Regions from separate parts of the Sus scrofa genome. Here region 2 is linked to region 1. A link is a contact called in public HiChIP or PLAC-seq data. All regions are on one chromosome and are shown on one strand. Each heading gives the region's core, a stretch centred on a gene start, on an enhancer-like site or on the middle of the called end of the contact. The rest is flanking DNA. Distances are from core to core; before and after follow the strand shown. Region 1 holds the start of HNRNPUL1 (heterogeneous nuclear ribonucleoprotein U-like protein 1). Region 2 holds the start of EXOSC5 (exosome component 5).

Region 1 (2,796 bases), core at 185-2,684:
CTGATCCTACACACACCATTTGTTTATCTGTATTGTGTGTGCGCCTTTGTCTACGTAGAGGGTGTGTGTGGCTTTTGTAGGCTTTAGGTATAGCCCAGTGAGCAGCGGGCATTTGCATTGTGCATATTGATAATGTACCTTACAGAAGGCTTGTTTTTTTGAGTTAGAGGCGACAGGTGGTGCAGGGTTAAACATAATGAAACTACGGCGTTTAGTAGCGCGAGGCTTAATCTGTGTATTGAGCTTGTCAATACAGACGCCAAACTAGCAAATCAGCATAGATGATTTGGGGTAGAGACCCCTGAGCTTTTGGAAGCCCTTCCGCATGGAAAGGGAATGACCGCGTACAGAGCGCCCATTCCACGTAAGATAGCAACCGGAGAGAAAGACGTCAGCGCAGCTATGATAATGGAAAGAGGGGCCCCGTGAGATGATCTATCAAAGGGGAGAGAGTGAGATTTCTTTCACAACTTTTTCCCCGTTGTTTGTCTCTGCTTTCAAACCTTCAGGACTCTCTGAAGCCAAAGAGCTGCTTTTCATAAAAGCAACTGAGTTTCTTCCAGACTAAGAACAATTTGTGTACCTAAATCTCTGTTTAGTATACTTCCCTCTACGGCGAAGTTTGTAAGGCGGTCCGTAACCAGAATAGCCAATCTGGCTAGGTTTTCCTAAAACGGTGCAACTGTACTAGCTTTACCGAGATAAGACAGGAACTACGATTGGTGGACAGATTGTTTTGAAACCGCCCTAACGGCAAGGGGAAGGTCCTTCGTGAATTCATCTCTTTCCGGTTTCCTAAAGGCAATCTTGAAAGGGGGCGGGGAGGAGTGGTTTGCGGACCCTCCATTTGATTGGTCCTAGTGGTTTTACCCGCTTGGACGCCTCCAGGGGCGGGAGATTTAGACCAATCAAGATATGTGTTACAGAGACACTAGTTTGATGAAAGGACCGCGCAGGAAAGGCCGTGGGGACCTCATTCTGAGATCTCACTGCTGATGGGTCCAGGTCTTTACTCCCTTTCCCTCATTTGACCCTACTGGAGCGGGCGCGCGAACGCTACCCAATCACCGCGCGCTCCGCCTCTCACCTTTTCCCGCCCTCCCGCTCCGGCTTCGGCATCGACGTAGGCCAACGCTTCCTCCCCGGTAGCTCCCAAGCCCTTTCAGTGCCGTTCTTTTGAAAGACACGCTCTGATTGGTCGAGTCTCTGGGCCCGCGCCCGTTGCTCCCATGCGGTGGCCAATTGGCACCCGTGTTGCATCGCACGGGGCCACGGAGGAGGGGGAGGTGGCGGCGGCGGCCATTTTGAGCCGCCGCCGCCATTGGAGTGGGGGCCCCCCCCTTTCCCCCTTCGCCTCCTGACAGGAAAGGTTTAAGGGGGACAGAGCCCTGGGAGGCCGGGCCGGGCTCGGGGGCCGCCCCGGGGGCCCGGGCCATGGATGTGCGCCGTCTGAAGGTGAACGAACTTCGCGAGGAACTGCAGCGCCGCGGCCTGGACACTCGTGGCCTCAAGGCCGAGCTTGCTGAGCGGCTGCAGGCGGCGCTGGAGGCCGAGGAGCCCGACGACGAGCGGGAGCTCGAGGCCGACGACGAACCGGGGCGACCTGGGCACAACAGCGAGGAGGTCGAGACCGAGGGGGGCTCCGAGCTGGAGGGGACCGCGCAGCCACCGCCGCCCGGGCTGCAGCTGCAGCCGCACCCGGAGCCCGGCGGCTACTCGGGGCCGGACGGACATTGTGAGAGTGCGCGGGGCGGGGGCCGGGGAGCCCGGAGTCCGGGCCGAGGAAGGGCTGTGGGACGCGGGAGTCCGGCGCCTGAGGTCGGGGAGACGATCTAAGGATCGGGGGATGCCTCTGCCCGTCGCTGAAAAGGATTTGGGGACAAGGCCCGCGGGACGACCGGAGGGCGAATCCTGGCATTCGGTGCAGGGGAGATCCTGGAATGGGGGGCGGGGGTCCTCGGTTTCGGAGATGAGGAAGGTCGGCGGGGGGGGGGGTTGTAAAGGGTTCCGCAGCCTAGGACTCGGAAACCGGAAGCTGTGGTTTCTGGACCCGAAGACAATCGGAAGAACAAGAGGTTTTCTATTTGGGGGGCTGAGGAGAGTCTTGGAAATGATGATCTTAGAGCTTGGGAGCTGTGCGAGCCCAGGCTATGAGCTAGGCGTTGAGAGCTTTGTTTTCTGGGCTGGAGAGTTTTGAGGATGGAGGATCCTGGAGTTTGCTCCTGAATGGGGGGCACAGGGACTTCTTATATTTGGTATTAGTGTGGGTTGTATGTAAGATGGGTGCTGGCGTCTGGCCGGGGAAGGTCCAATAGACTGTATGTTCTGGTGTTTGGCCTGGGAGCATTTAGGGGATGTGGGAGACCACCATGCGATTGTACTGTGAGGGACTCAGATGCAGGACTAGAAGGCCAACCCGTAGGCAGGGACAACCTGGGCATTTGGTTCTGGCAATTTGGGGACTTTCTGATTGACTTCCAGAGGCGGTATATGGAACCTTGGTGTACAGAGGCTGGTGGCAGAGAGAAGGATGCCTCCCTGGGTGAGGAACCAGGAGGTCTAGAGCTGGAAAGGCTCTGAGGACAGATAATGCAGTGGCTACTGCTGAATGGTTTTAGATTAACAGTATCTGTCGTTTGGAGAACAAGTGTAGCTGGGGGTGGGGTGCAGAAGATAACAAATTGGTGAAGTTTTGAAGTGGATGGAGTATCTGGGGGATAGAGAACCTTGTGTCCAGCAAGGAGTATGTAGCTGGTCCAGTAACTACTACAGGGGAGGGGAGAGTGTGTAGGATAT
Region 2 (2,796 bases), core at 101-2,600, 100 kb after region 1:
CAGGAATTTAAAAACTTATATAAAACAGAAAAAAATATAAAAAAAGAAATTAAAAAAACACAAAAAACCTTTTTAGCTATGATTTCTCAGTGCTTAGAACAGTACTTAGCAAAAACACATGTGTTCAGGAATTCCCGCTGTGGCACAAAGGAATTGGCAGGAACCCTGGCCCAGCGTTGCCACTCTAAGGGCATAGGAAGGACACAGTTGGGGCTTGGATGTGATCCCCAGCCTGGCAACTCCGTATATATAAAACAACGAAATTCCCATTTTGGCTCAGCGGGTAAGAACCCAACTAGTATCCATGAGGCTATGGGTTCAATCCCTGGCCCCGCTCGGTGGGTTAAGGATCTGGGGTTGCCGTGAGCTGTGGTGTAGGCCGCAGATGCAGCTCAGATCTCGCATTGCTGTGGCTGCGATGTAGGCCAGCAGCTACAGCTTCATTTGAACCCCTAGCCTGGGAACCTCCATATGTTGCAAGTGCGGTCCTAAAAAGCAAAAAAAAGAAAAAAGAAAAACAAACAAAAAAAAATCAGTAGTGGTGATTTGCCAGTCTACGAGGTATTTACGCAAAAGAACAGGTTTGCCTCAACCAGGGATAGATGAATCCAGAGTGCATGTGTGGGAGGAACCTAGTCAAGGAGGACTTTTTTTACACGGTGAGATTTCCCCTATTCTGGAGTATTCGTTCTTTTTTTTTTTTTTTTTTTTTTTTGCTCTCTCAGGCCTCACATGGAAGTTCCCAGGCTAGGGATCTAATCAGAGCTACAACTGCCAGCCTACACCACAACCACAGAAACCCCAGATCCGAGCTGTGTCTGCGACCTACACCACAGCTCACAGCAACGCCGGATCCTTAACCCGCTAAGGGAGGCCAGGGATCGAACCCTCATCCTCATGGATCCTAGTCGGGTTCCTTAACTGCTGAGCCACGAAGGGAAGTCCCTGGAGTATTCGTTCTTAAGAGAAGGTCTGCCCCTCTCTCATCCTGAGGCATATTTACCAGAGTGGAGGTATCTTCACCCTTCTATTTGTCTACTGGCATATGCAGTACCATTCACTCCGGCAAGAACTGCATCAGTCCAAGAAGATATTTACCAGCTAACACAATACACTGTACCCGCCCACGAGAACAAATACGACGTGGGTAAATTCTTACCTTGCAGGAAAGAGGCAGAGCCATCGGGCCGGGACAACAAGTTTTGTTCGCAGGCAAAGTGCCGGAGAGTACAGCTGGGGCTCCGAGGGCCAGACTCTGCTCCAGACTCGGGGCGTACCTTGGTTTCAGTCTGCATCGACTCCTCCATCGCCGGGGAGCCCACGTGCAGCAGGGACTGTCGCTTCCGCCCAGAAGCGCGCGCTTGCGTACAGACTGCGTACCCAATGAGCAAGCGCCAACTTGGGTGCGGGGCCCTCCGGGATCCGCGCCCGCACGTGTCTCTGCGTTTACTAACAATCTGGTCCCTCCTACTCCCGCCTAGAGAGTCCAGGAAAGCCATTGGACAGAAGGGAAGAGAGGGCGGGCCTTGGCATGAGCTCGTCCTACCCGAGGCCCCGGGGCCCTGAAACCCTGAAGCCGAGCTCAGTTGCCCTCTGCTTTGCCTGTTAAGAGGAATAACTCCGGTGAAGCGATCGGAGTAATTTGGGGAAATCTGGATTATTTTACCCACCTATATATGTGTCCTAAAGACCGCAGGATTAGTAGCAGGTGGTTTCTTGGCAGAGCGATCCTGGTATTTGAGTCAGGCTCCTGAAGGGGCAGCCCCAGTCTCGCCAAGGAGGGGGACGCTACTCTGAGGTATTAATGGTCAAGATGGCGTTGGCGGTGGCTGTGGCGAGGGTTTGGGAGCGCAGTCAAGGCTTGGGCCAGGCTGGCCTCCTGCTTCTGCGGCGGCTTGGGGCTCGGGGTCTGGCTAGATCTGTGAGTACTGGGGAGGTACCCGAGAAGGTATAGAAATGTTAACTCCTTCTTCAGAGTGTGGCGTCCCTGTAGGGAGTACATGGAGGGCGGTTGAAGGGAGAAGGGCTGCAGAAACATCTTGTAGCGGACCCTCAAGGGAAGAAGTTTCACTTCCTTAGGAGAGGCAAAGCGGGACAGCTTCTTTGTGGACCCTCAGGGAGGAAGACAACGTGGAGAAAGTGAGGGAGGGCGTTTCTTATTAGTTGCCACCAATGCCCCGGGGAGGCCTCTTGGAGGACATGGGGGGAAAGTGTGACCTTTCTCCTCAGGGGTTGGAGAGTGAAATTGCGTTTACAAAGGAAAGATTTTCTTCTTGGGAAAGACTCCCCCTTCCAAGAAGAGAAGAGAGAGCAGATACCCCAGCACAGGCTTTTATAGTGCCTTTTTGCTTCAACTCTGGTTTTTTTTAGTTTGTTTTTTTACTTTTTATTGGGGCATCTGCAGCATATGGAAGTTCCCAGGCTAGGGGTGGAATGGGAACCGCAGCTGGGGGCCAACGCCAGATTCTTAACCCAGTGAGCGGGGCCAGGAGTGGAACCTGCATCCTCATGGACACTATGACCGGTTCCTAACCCACTGAACCACAACAGGAACTCCTGCTCTGATTTTAAAATGAATCGTGTAAAAAAGTCGTTTGATCCTGGGTCCCCTGATGCAGTACCTGGCTGTTGACCTTGTCTGTCTTGATCATTACAAAGGAGATGATTAGTAAGTATTTGTTCAGCTAATGAGGGTGGACGAGGAGGGAGAGAGGTCCAGACAGAGCACTTGTCCACATTGCTTAGGAACACGTAAGAAATGCCTCATTTCTTGTCGCAGGGTCAGCCTTCCTTTAG

What was found. HiChIP or PLAC-seq counts read pairs in DNA pulled down with a chosen protein or histone mark.
Region 2: an H3K27ac HiChIP or PLAC-seq map of alveolar macrophages shows a contact between it and region 1. The contact joins the promoter of EXOSC5 here to the promoter of HNRNPUL1 in region 1. A contact is called at or near these places in 1 of 5 promoter capture datasets (liver), 8 of 47 Hi-C or Micro-C datasets (alveolar macrophages, blood, embryonic fibroblasts and 5 more) and 1 of 2 datasets of contacts at active chromatin or transcription factors (alveolar macrophages).

What each region holds. Positions count from the first base shown.
Region 1 is chr6:49,278,862-49,281,657 of Sscrofa11.1, forward strand. It overlaps HNRNPUL1 (heterogeneous nuclear ribonucleoprotein U-like protein 1), which reads left to right and starts at 1,435. Exons shown (of 17, transcript XM_021094416.1): 1 at 1,435-1,735. The coding sequence starts at 1,435.
Region 2 is chr6:49,380,397-49,383,192 of Sscrofa11.1, forward strand. EXOSC5 (exosome component 5) reads right to left here and starts at 1,351. Exons shown (of 6, transcript NM_001244661.1): 1 at 1,160-1,351. The coding sequence starts at 1,307. It overlaps BCKDHA (branched chain keto acid dehydrogenase E1, alpha polypeptide), which reads left to right and starts at 1,814. Exons shown (of 9, transcript NM_001123083.1): 1 at 1,814-1,921. The coding sequence starts at 1,814.